Regions from separate parts of the Callithrix jacchus genome. Here region 2 is linked to region 1. The links are chromatin contacts, called in public Hi-C maps. All regions are on one chromosome and are shown on one strand. The core of a region is the stretch at or near the end of the contact, and the rest is flanking DNA. Distances in the headings are between cores, read along the strand shown. Region 1 holds the start of DCPS (decapping enzyme, scavenger). Region 2 overlaps ST3GAL4 (ST3 beta-galactoside alpha-2,3-sialyltransferase 4).

Region 1 (6,151 bases), core at 2,447-4,946:
CTCAGCAATGTAAGTAAAAGAATGTTTTAAATTTTGCATCCAGAATGTTCAGGTGTTTTGTAGCTGACTTGTTTTCAGTTTAGTCTGTCATAATCCCTGAAATGGAAGTGGGAAGTATCCAGTCCTTCTTTAGACTAATAAAGAAAAGATTTGGGAGGATTTATTTTTTTTAGACAAGAGTCTCGCTCTGAATAGGTTGAAGTGCAGTGGCGTGATCTTGGCTCACTGCAACCTCCGCCTCCCAGGTTTAAGCCATTCTCCTCCCGAGTAGCTGGAATTACAGGTGCCTGCCACCATACTCGGCTAAGTTTTGTATTTTTAATAGAGATGGGATTTTACCATGATAGCCAGGCTGGTATCAAACTCTTGAACTCAAGTTATCCACTCGCCTAGGCCTCCCAAAGTGCTGGGATTACAGGTGTGAGCCACTGCACCTTGCTTGGGAGAAGTTTTAAGATTTCTAAAAAACTAAATAATTTGAATAGGGCTTTATAATATTGCATACCCTAATATAGCATTGTCTAGTAGAAGTTCCATTGATAATGAAATGTTCTACATCTGTACTGATATGGTAGCCACTCGTCACAAGCGGCTATCAAACACTTGCAAAGTGGCTAGTGAATTTTAAATGTAATTAGTTTTAACTGTGCTGCCATAAAGATTCCTTAAACTCTGAGGTTTAGTATTTAATAGGAACTCTAGTAGCTGAGGCTTCCTATTAGCTCATCTTTTCCTTGAACCAGGCTTTTTTTTTTTTTTTGACATGGAGTTTTGCTCTTGTTGCCAAGGCTGGAGTGCAATGGTGCAATCTCAACTCACCACAAACTCTGCCTCCCAGGTTCAAGTGATTCTCCTGCCTCAGCCTCCCAAGTAGCTGGATTACAGGCATGTGCCACCATGCCTGACTAATTTTTGTATTTTTAGTAAAGATGGGGTTTCTCCATGTTGCTCAGGCTGGTCTGGAACTCCCAACCTCAGGTGATCCACCTTCCTCAACCTCCCAAAGTGCTGGGATTACAGGCATGAGCCACCATGTCTGGGGCATTCTTACTATTTTTTTTTTTTTTTAAGAGACAAGGCCTTGCTCTGTTGCCCAGGCTGGAGCGGAGTGGTGTGATTATAGCTCACTGCAGCCTCAAACTCCTGGGCTCAAGTGATCCTCCCGCCTCAGCCTCCTGAGTAGCTGGGACTACAAGTGTGAGTTGCCAGGTGGGGTTTGAGCCAGGCTTTTTGAAGAGCAGAATTCTGGTTTTATATTTTAATCAAAATTATACCCATATTAATGAATTTTTGCCAATAATGAATACATTTCTCTACAATTTCATTTCAAATGCTTCTGGTTTGCTCATTATATTTTAGCTACACAGGTCATTCTTATTTTTTTTGAGACTGAGTCTTGCTCCCTGTCACCTAGGGTGAAGTACAGTGGTGCGATCTTGGCTTACTGCAACCTGCACCTCCTGAGTTCAAGTGATTCTCCTGCCTCAGACTCCCAGGTAGCTGGGATTACAGGTGTACACCACCACACCCAGCTAATTTTTATGTTTTAGTAGAGATGGGGTTTCACCATGTTGGTTAGGCTGGTCTTGAACTCCTCACCTCATGATCTACCCCCCTCAGCCTCCCAAAGTGCTGGGATTACAGGTGTGAGCCACTGCACCCAGCCCATTCTCATTTTTAAAAAATGTCAAGCACATAACTGCTCTAGGGTCTCTGACAATCTAATATTTACTCTGCCTGGGCTCTTCATATGGCTGGTTCCTTCTCATCATTCAAGTCTCAGCTTAAATGTCAGTCACCTTTTGAGAGGTCCGAGATCATCTTATCTAAAAGGCTTGACCAGGCATGGTGGCTCACACCTGTAATCCCAGCACTTTGGGAGGTGGGCAAGTCACTTGAGGTCAGGAGTTTGAGAACAGTCTGGTCAACATGGCAAAACCCGTCTCTAATAAAAATGCAAAAATTAGCCAGGCATGCTAGTGCATGCCTGTAATCCCTGCTACTCAGGAGGCTGAAGCAGGAGAGTCGCTTGAACCAAGGAGGCAAAGGTTGCAGTTAGCCAAGATCACACCACTGTAACTCCAGCCTGGGTGACAGAATGAGACTCCGTCTCAAAGAAAAACAAAAGGGAGGGCTCCTATCCCAGGATCTTCACACTGTCCAGTTTTGTTCTATTAAGAGCACTTAATCATTATCTTGCTTATGTCCCATACCCCATTTGAATATACATTTTGTGAAAGGATACTTCCTCTGTCTTGCTCAAAACTGATAGTGGCTGGCACATGGAAAATGGAGACCTGGAGAGGTTAAGTGACTTCTCCAAAGTTGCACAGCTAGTCAGTGTTGGGACCCGACTTCATGCCTCTCAATTCTGGGCTCCTTTTGCGAAAACATAGCTACTCCACTGAAATTCCCTTCCTAATGGCAAAAAAAGTCCAAAAAAAAAAAAAAAAAGCCAAGAAATTTTCATAAAATCAGGGTCTTGGAGTCAAGCAGGTTTTGTCATTGCCATTTGTCCTCCAGGATATTTTTTTTTACTAGTCTTGAATACAGTTTACAACCTCTTTTTGTATATTCTCAGAAGGTGAGGAATGGATCCAGGAAACCTGTGGACAGATGACAAATTTTTTTTGTTGTTGTTGAAGATAATTATTCTAGATCCTAAGTCTCCCCTAATAATGCTTTCTGCATCACACACAAATGTCTTTTATCCAACTCCTAATCTATATTTCTGGTAGAAAAAATCCAAAATTCAAACTAACACATGGTACACTTTGTTACTGAACAAAAGCTGACCGTAAATTGCACCTTGTTGCTAATGTTGAAAATGACTGAAACGATGTTAAGTACGAACTCTTAACAAAATTTAGATCTGTCAACACCACGGAAAAAAGGGCTAACTAGAAACAATGGCCACCAAGCAAACTCTCAACAGCGGAAGTTACCAGTAATAATGTTACATGGCAAAAAAAAAAAAGAGAAACGAAACCCTTGGAGACGAATCATACCGCGAATCTTATCCCCAGGGAAGAAGGGCAGAAATACAGGCAAACTAGATAGAGAGGAGGGGTATGCCTCCAGCCCAGAAATAAGTGGGTGATGGAAATGGTTCTTCTGGCCCTGTTCGTTTTCCTTTCTTTTCAGTAGAAAAGTGCTGAGTCTACAAAGAAAAAAACCGAACAGGATGAAAAGTAAAGCAATGAAAACGGGGGAAAAATGGAAATGGCTTAAATACTCGGTATAAAAAAAGCGACCAAATTATAAAGTGGGCTCACGGATTTGCGTCAGAAACGTTACTTGCCCGACAACTGGTCAACGTCGGTGTAAGTATGATTAAAATGTCAGCATTAAAACAAGGTCTCCAACACTCCCGTGGCTCAAGGAGGTCTTCGGCTACAGCTCCCGAGCGTGGGCCTGGAGGTCCCTATTCCCTGCGCTAGCACATCTAGCCCGCGGCTTTCGGGACTCTCAGCCTTCTTTTCCCTTCTCTCAGGGCCGGGCGGCACCGCAACCAGGCCAAAGGCAGTAACTTAGTTGAAAGGAGCGCCCTAAGACAGGTCAGAAGGCTCCGCCATACGCGGCCCGCAGCCACAGGAGAAGTCCCCAAGCCGGGTACTGGGAGTTGGCGTCCCAGCCCAGCCAGCCAGCCAGCCAGGCTCGAGCGAAGGGCGTGGCCAGCGCGAAGCGCGCAGGCGCACACCGCCTCCCGGGCAGCATGGCGGACGCAGAGCCTCAACCTAGCAAGAGAAAGCGCGAGCTGGACTTGGAGGAGGCACACGCCGCCAGCACCGAGGAAAAGAAGGCAGACGTTGGAAATGGTACCTGTGCTCCTGTCCGCTTACCGTTCTCCGGCTTCAGACTGCAGAAAGTGCTGAGGGAGTCTGCGCGGGACAAAATCATTTTCCTACACGGAAAGGTACCAGGAGGCATCCCTGGGGTGGGATGTGGATACCAGTGAGCCAATCATCACTTCGGAGGCGGATTTTTTTTTTTTTTCGGATCTCGACCGGAAAAAACCAATCATCACTCGGGGGAGGCGGAATGCGCCACTAGAATGCACAGAGGGGCGGTAAAAGGCGGCAAGATTGCCCTTGAAATTAAGGCAATGAATACATCTAGCTCTAATTTTTCTAAGTGTCTCCTTGACTAGAAATATCTACTAGGAGAGTGTATTGCAGATTAAAGATCACGTGTTACATTTCCCAAGCCATTCATCGTCATCCACTTATGTATACAGGGATTGGGGATCCAGTAAACGTTAGATGTCTTACACATCCCTGTCCCTGGAAACGACATGAGACTGTAGGAGATGTGATCTCTGCCTTACACGACTTCCGCCCTAATAGGAGACAATATATTATAATTGTTAATTCAGTTCTACACACGCATTTTCATGCATGCCAGACCCTCATCTAGGTACTGGGGATGTGGAGATGAAAGTTACCATCCCCGATCTTCAGGACTACGGAATATTTCTGGCGAGACAGATACACACAGCTTGCTCCAATACCAACATGCTCAGCCGTCTGGCAGGGGCTGAGGAGAGATGGAGACCATTCCAGGAACTAGTAAGGAGGCCCAACCAGGGCAGATATGGGGGTTCTCCAAAACTACTAGCAGGAACTCTCACCTTTGGGAGGATCAGGTAACCTTGGTTTAGGCTTCCATGCCTCTCTGTTTGTCTTTTTATTTTTGTTTTGTTTTTTTTTTGAGACAGAGTCTCTCCTCTTTGTCACCCAGGCTGGAGTGCAGTGGTGTGATCTCAGCTCACTGCAACCTCTGCCTCCTGGGTTCTAGCGATTCTCCCTGGCTCAGCCTCCCGAGTGGCTGGGATTACAGGCACCTGCCACCATGCCTGGCTAATTTTTTATTTTTAGTAGAGACAGAGTTTCGCCATGTCGTCTAATCTGGTCTCGAACTGCTGACTTCAGGTGATTTCCCCCGACTTGGCTTTCCTAAGTGCTTGGATTATAGGTGTGAGACACTGTGCTGGGGCTTTTTTTTTTTTTTTTTTTAATTAATGAGAGGTTTTTATGTTGCCCAGGCTGGCCTTGAACATGTGGCCTCCCCTCCTCAAGCATCAGGACAACAGGCCTGAGCCACTGAGGCTCCCTTCTTTTTTTCTTTTTTTGAGACAGAGTTTCGCTCTTGTTACCCAGGCTAGAGTGCAATGGCACGATCTCGGCTCACCGAAACCTCCGCCTCCTGGGTTCAAGCAATTCTCCTGCCTCAGCCTCCTGAGTAGCTGGGATTACAGGCACGCGCCACCATGCCCAGCTAATTTTTTTTGTATTTTTAGTAGAGACGGGGTTTCACCATGTTGACCAGGATGGTCTCGCTCTGTTGACCTCATGATCCACCCACCTCGGCCTCCCAAAGTGCTGGGATTACAGGTGTGAGCCACCATGCCCGGCCTTTTTTTTTTTTAATATGAGGTTCTGTCTGGTTTTCTCAGCCCAGCTGTCTTCAGTGTGCAGCACCTGCTGAAGGTGTTAGCCATGAGAGCCTTCGAGCTAGGAGTCACTTGCAAGACCCAGGTTCTAGTTTCTGTTTCAATGCTGACTGTTGATGTGACCTTGGGCAAGTCACTCAAGATCTCAGTTTTTCATCTTTTCTTCCGAAATGGGGAGAACTTGACAGATCTTGTAAGCCTAAAATGGAAGACAACTGAGAAGACTTGCATTTTGGGGAAGAAAAGTGTGAGAGCCACCACAAGGATTTGGGTTGAGATGCCTTCTCTGGTTGGGCACAGTGGCTCATGCCTGTAATCCCAGCACTTTAGGAGGCGGAGGCGTGCAGATCATTTGAGGTTGGGAGTTCAAGACCAGCCTGGCCAACATGGTGAAACCCCATCTCTACTAAAAATACAAAAATTAGCTGGGTCTGGTGGCTCACACCTGTAATCCCAGCACTTTGGGAGGCTGAAGTGAGTGGATCACCTGAGGTCGGGAGTTCGAGACCAACCTGACCAACATGGAGAAACCCCGTCTCTACTAAAAATGCAAAATTAGTTGGGCCTGGTGGTGCATTCCTGTAATCCCAGCTTCTTGGGAGGCCGTGGCAGTACAATTGCTTGAATCCAGGGGGTGGAGGTTGCAGTGAGCTGAGATTGCACCATTGCGCTTCAGCCTGGGTGACAGAGCAAGGCTCC
Region 2 (6,151 bases), core at 1,856-4,355, 120 kb after region 1:
CCCCTTTGCGTGCTCATTAGCTTGTGGCTTGTCTTGTTGGACAGCGCAGATGGAAAACGTTTCCATGACTGCAGAAAGTTCTACTGCAGAGCGCTGGCAGAGATGATGGTGGGAGGAGCAGGGCTTCCTCTAACACCCTCCCGCCCCTGTTCCTCAGAAGCCCACCACAGGCCTGTTGGCCATCACGCTGGCCCTCCACCTCTGTGACTTGGTGCACATCGCTGGCTTCGGCTACCCAGATGCCTACAACAAGAAGCAGACCATTCACTACTATGAGCAGATCACACTCAAGTCCATGGCGGTAAGTGCCTGGCTTGTGAGCATGGTGGGGCAGTGGGTGGATGGGCCTAGGGACCAGACAGTCAGAGGGATGCTGGGTGAGTGGGAGCAGTGCCGAGACCCAGCGGTGGCTCCTGGAGTCAGAACTAGAACCGAGGCATCTGGACTCCCCAGCCAGCGTCCTCTCTGTTCAGCCACACACGTTTTGTCTTCCTTCCAAGAGCCAGCATGGGGAGGGGAGCTCTCAAGAAGTGTGGGGCCATGGGGAGGGGTAGGGAGACTTTCCTGGAAACAGAGAGGTCCCTGGGAGTCCCTCAGTTGATTTCCTTGGCTGTCTCCACAGGGGTCAGGCCATAATGTCTCCCAAGAGGCGCTGGCCATTAAGCGGATGCTGGAGATGGGAGCCGTCAAGAACCTCACGTCCTTCTGACCTGGGCGAGAGCTGTAGCCTGTCGGTTGCCTACTCTGCTGTCTGGGTGACCCCCATCTGTGGCTGTGGGGATGCCCGGTGCCAGTATGACCCACTTGGACTCACCCCTTCTTGGGGAGGGAGTCCCGGGCCTGGCCAGGTCTGAGATGAGGCCATGCCCCTGGCTGTTCTTACGGAGCCGAGATCCAGTCAGGGTGGGGGCGCTGGGGCCACGGGAGCCCCGCCAGGGCAGGGGGCTTGTTGCTGTGGAACCCCCTCTCTGCCAGCACCAAGAGATTATTTAATGGGCTATTTAATTAAGGGGTAGGAAGGTGCTGTGGGCTGGTCCCATGCATCTAGGAAAGAGGCCAGTAGAGTATTCTGCCCACTTTTTGTAAAAACCTACAGCTGATGGCCCCATCAAGGCCTAGACCCAGCACCTGACTCCCAGGAGGGCAGGGCATTGGGAATGGGTGGGTGCCCTCCAGAGAGGGGCTGCTACCTCCCAGCAGGCATGGGAAGAGCAGTGGTGTGGGGGTTCCACCGAGAATGGAACCTTACCTAGAAAAGAGTTTACAAACCTACCATTAAACTATTTTTCTTAAAATGGAAGCAGTTGTGATTTCCAGTGTCCTTTCAGGTTGGGGAAAGCATGGGGCAGGGTGTGGCAGTTGGCAGGCTTGTTAGACCAGAGCAGGGCATGGTCACTCAGGGAATAATTACTTATTGAGTCCAGTGTTGTGTGCCCAGTCATGCATTACCACCCTGGCATAGCGGGAGAGTGAGGTGGTGCTCACAGCAGCCCTGTCTGCAGACACCCAGCCTGGCACCCTGCATCCTAGTTTTACTGCCCAGGGGAGGGAGGGGCTGGAGAATGCCAGATGGGAGTGGCAGAGCCCTCTCCCACCTTCCTTCCTCTCTCCCACACCATTCTTCAGTTACCCAAATCTCATGCTTGGGAGGTTCATGTTTTAAGGACAGGGGTGGGGTCAGACAAAGAAAGCCAAGTTTCCCTTCTCAGATTAACTGAGAACCAGAAAATGGAGTTTATGGAAGGTCTTGCCAGCAGCCCAGGCTGCCAGTGATGGGGTGGGCAGTCCTGGAGGGCAGCGTCGAAAGGATTTGGCAAGGCCTATCAGCCAGTTGTCGGGCCAGGAGATGAAACAGTTTCTTTCCTAGGTCTTTAGAATCATAACAATCCTGCCGTTTGCCTGTCTCTCCCGCCTTCGTTCTCCATCTTCCCAGATCCTGCTTAGCTGCCAACTGGGCTTCCTGCCACCCCACAGCTGTTCCTTTACATCTGGAGCCAGGAGAGAGAGTTGGAACTCCCCCCTTGGGGAATGGAACTGGCAGCTGTGTTCCTGGCTTTCTCGGAAAGAGTTGCAGCCTTGAGGTTTTGAGACAAGCCAGGCTGGGACGGGACAGATAAAGAGAGGCAGCAATTTGGGAAGAACAGAGGAAAATGACACTTCTCCACAGAGTGTTGGACTGGCCTTGAGGACACCCACCTCATCCCCCAGAACGGACCCAAGGACCCTCCCAGGGAACAGAAGTTCTGCTCTCTCAGTCTGGTTGCTTTGCTAGGGAAGAGGGGGCTTCTGAGAGTAAGTAGAACCCCAGCATCTGCAGCCCCAAGCCCCCTCCCCTCCACAAGGGCAAACTTTATCTTGAAGACTTTGTCCTGGGGAGGGATCTTGCAGACAGCAGGGGTTGTGAGTGTGTGGGGATCTGAATTCTGCTCATCCCTGATGCGTCCCCAGCTGCTGCTCATGCAGAGATGCAAGGGAGTGTCGGTTTCCCCACCCAGGGCCATTGAGAATGGCTGTCTGCACATATGATCCAGCTGGCCTGGACTGAGGTCACGGCTTGTTACTGAACGTGCCTAAACTCAAGCCAGACTCCGGCACACAGGGGTGGGTCAGACCCCTCCAAACTCCACACATGCACACATATAGACATGGGAGCATTTTACATTCTTGGTGGGTTGTGATTCTGTGTGCAGACGGTCCTTCCTGCTCACATACTGAGAAGACTGAGTGTGGGGTGTGTGTACACCCAAATAGGCCATTGTTTTGCTTGGGGGTTGGGGATAGCTTTCTCCAAGGTGCCCCATATCCCACACAGATTGAGACAATACTGGCCAAGGGTCTGAGCTGAGAGTGGAGCTTTGATGTGGGGCTGCTGGATGGGGTTCTTTGGTTTTCTGGGAAAGGGAACTTTCAGCCTTCAATTAGCCCAACCAATGGGAATGAACTGCCTGCCAGCCTGCCTGGGACTGATTAGACCATGCCCTGGGAAAGAGGGGAGAGAACAGTAGGGCACGTGTTGGAGGGCAAGTCGGGAGATCGGGGTTCTTCTCCAGCTCCGTCGCCTTATTTTGTAAGCCCGTGGGCCGGTCATTTCTCTGCAACAAGAGGGTGGGTCCAGCCAAGGAGGGCCGCTTATCTCAGAATTACCGAGGGAGACTTGGGAATGCAGATTCCTGGGTCTCACCCAGGCTGCTGGGGACAGGACCCACGAATCTGGAATTTCCCCAAGCACCCAGAACCACTGCTCTAGGAATCCGGACTCAAGGATCATCGCACGCGCCTCTCGACTCTACGGTCTGCGTGTAAAGCCTGCGCTAATCCCCAGTGTCCTTGAGCGGCGTTAATTAGGCGCTCGCGCAGTTTCCTCCCCGGGCGGGCGGGGAAGAGAGGAGCTACTGATCTGGACCGCCCCGCCCCGCCCCGCCCCGCCCCGCCCCGAGCAGCGCATGCGCGGTCCACCCAGGCGCCGAGCTGACCCCCGCGGCCGTGGGAACTCGCCTGGAATGTCGCAGGGCAGGCAGTTCTTCCCCCAGGTTGCCGGCCTCCGCCCTGGGCCTTTCGGGACGCTGGCCCCGGCGCCCCACCTCCGGCGAGCCCGGCTTCTTCCTGGCAAGCGGCCCAAAGCCTTAGCGACGACTCTGGGGAGGCCGGGCGGGCTGGGGGGCCGCGCCCCTCCGAACTCTCGCTGGGCCTCTGTCATGCGACCTGCTTTGGATTCAGCGCAGAGGCGAGGGAAGGTGTGGAGGCGGAACCGCCCGCGGCTGCAAGGGAGTGGAAGAGCTCTGCCCCATCGAATTTAGACTCCGGAAGTCCACAGAGGGTAAACTGAGGCCCGGAGGGAGTAGAGACTCCCAGCTCCACCACCTTGCTGGGCAGGATAAGGGTCAAGGTCTGTAGCGCAGGAGCACATTTAAATGTTACTCTGTGTTCACATCACATGGTGTGCCTTAATTTTGGACACTAAAGATTTTATTTACATTTTCCAAGGACATAAATACATTCTGTTGCTTTCCTCCAGAGGCTGCGTAGCCTACGAAGAGTTTGAGCTTGGAAGCAGGTTTTTGTGGGAGGCAGTGAGGTGCGTTCCACACCAAATAGGGACGGTTGGGCCGTGAGTTCAACTCCCTGCTCTGTCGTTTAATTAGGTGAGTCAACCTCTGCTTCTCCAGCTGGAAAATAGTGATTACTCATGTCTCTCTCTCACAATGAGGTTTTAAGGACCTAATGGGAATATGATCATAAAAACATTTTGTAGACTGTAAAGTATGATATCAATATTAATTGGAAAACTGCCTTGCATCATGGAAAATGCCAGAGGGTATGAAACAGGTGAGGTACATTTGTAGTGCCAAATACTTGCCTAGGTAGTGAGTAACATGGCTGGTTACAGAAAAGCCTTTGTCTTCAAATCACCCACAAGCTAGGTAGGGGAAAGTAAGACATCCGTGAAATGACTCCAACACAGGCTTTGCATAATCAAACCATGAACAGTGTTTAAATTGCTTTCTATCAGTGGTTTTCTGTTTTTTTTTTTTTTTTCGAGACAGAGTTTTGCTCTTGTCTCTCGGGCTAGAGTACAATGGCATGATCTCAGCTCACTGCAGCCCCCCGCCCCCCACTGCCACCGGTTCAATCGATTCTCCTGCCTCAGCCTCCCTGGTAGCTGGGATTACAGGCGCTCACCACCACACCGAGCTAACTTTTGTATTTTTAGTAGAGATGGGGTTTCACCATGTTGCCCAGGCTGGTCTCAAATTGCTGACCTCAGGTGATCCGCCCGCCTCGGCCTTCAAAGTGCTGGGATTACAGGTGTGAGCCACGCGCTTGGCTATTAGTGGTATTCAAGTTGAAGTCGGACGCCCTTAGGGATTGAGGTTTCTTGGGAGACACTATCCATTTCAGTTGTACCTAGCATGCCACAGTAGCTTCCTAAACAAAGGTTGAGAAGTGTAACTTGAGTTTGTAAGCTCTATTCTAAACTCTCCAACCTTTTTGAAGTCTTCATTATAGTTTCGGAAAACTGTTAGTTTCCAACATTTCCATGATTCTGTACCAGATGTGGTTCCAAGAAATAAGACCTTCTTTCTGACATAAAAGTTTAAAGAGGAGTATGCAGGTGGTGTGGGTGTAGGTGTGTGTCTGTAGTTATAGTCGATTTTCCTGTCCAGTTCTTTCTCACTGAGTCTGTCTCTCTTGTTAGAGATTTTTGGGATCCTGCACCCAATAAATAAGACAAAGAGATGAACTTTAAGTCTCATTAGATGACAGATTATGGGAAGGCTGTACTTCCTCACTTAAAGGGACTGAAGATGGTGTGAAGCAGCTGAAAGAGACCACAGTGCTTAGAGGGTTATTACAAAAGGGCTTGGCAAAAATTTTTTAGAGAAAAATGAACTTTGAGAGGCAGGTGCTGTTTTTTTGCCCCATTTTGGGCTCCCAGGGAAGGCTCACAGTTTAAACATCCACATCCTGAACAGAGACATAGCTTCCTCTCAAGAGCCTTGGAAGGTTGGGAGGGTGGAGTTGGGTGGAGAGAATGAGAGCAGCATCAGATGTTGAAACAACCCTAGGGGATTGGAGTTGGAATTGCTGAACTGAGCTAGTCCAGAACCATCTATCATTCTGAGTCTTCCCAAGACTATTTACACACATCACCAACTTTCACACTTAAGGGATGTCTCCCCGTTTCTTTTCTTACTATGCATAAAGCTAGTGGAATCTGGTTGGAAATATCCCTCAGGTCTGTGCTGTTTTTCTCAGTGAATCTCTGTTGCACTGATGGAGCCCTTGCATGGCAGGAGAGCTAGAGAAACTTTTTTTTTTTTTAATTTTTTAATTTTTGAGACAGAGTCTCGCCCTGTTGCCCAGGCTGGAGTGCAGTGGTGAGACCTCAGCCAACTGCAAACTCCACCTCTCCTGTTCAGGCGATTCTCCTGCCTCAGCCTCCGTAGTAACTGGGATTACAAGTGCCTGCCACCACACCCGGCTAATTTTTTGTATCTTTAGTAGAAACGGGGTTTCACCATGTTGGCCAGGCTGGTCTCAAATCCCTGACCTCGTGATCCGCCTGCCTCAGCCTCCCAAAGTTCTGGGATTACAGGTATGAGCCACCACACCTTGCCTGAAACTTTGACATTTATATTAAAAGTCAAAT

What was found. A called contact is a pair of places that touch in the nucleus more often than the background predicts.
Region 2: a Hi-C map of skeletal muscle shows a contact between it and region 1, with 1.9 times the contacts expected there. The contact joins the enhancer-like site here to the promoter of DCPS in region 1. A contact is called at or near these places in 3 of 3 Hi-C or Micro-C datasets (induced pluripotent stem cells and skeletal muscle).

The regions. Positions count from the first base shown.
Region 1 is chr10:25,961,750-25,967,900 of calJac240_pri, forward strand. DCPS (decapping enzyme, scavenger) reads left to right here and starts at 3,697. Exons shown (of 5, transcript XM_035265032.3): 1 at 3,697-3,916. The coding sequence starts at 3,716. It overlaps LOC103796071 (a long non-coding RNA gene), which reads right to left and starts at 3,950. Exons shown (of 2, transcript XR_623735.5): 1 at 3,843-3,950; 2 at 2,498-2,606.
Region 2 is chr10:26,078,421-26,084,571 of calJac240_pri, forward strand. ST3GAL4 (ST3 beta-galactoside alpha-2,3-sialyltransferase 4) reads left to right here. Exons shown (of 11, transcript XM_078339789.1): 10 at 158-301; 11 at 623-1,300. The coding sequence ends at 709. Among named protein-coding and RNA genes, the nearest start is that of ST3GAL4, 59 kb to the left of the region's middle. Within about 2 kb of position 3,106, at least 15 of the 16 cell types and tissues checked have an H3K27ac peak or open chromatin away from gene starts, as enhancers often do. A contact at or near this core is called in skeletal muscle, where this site is marked.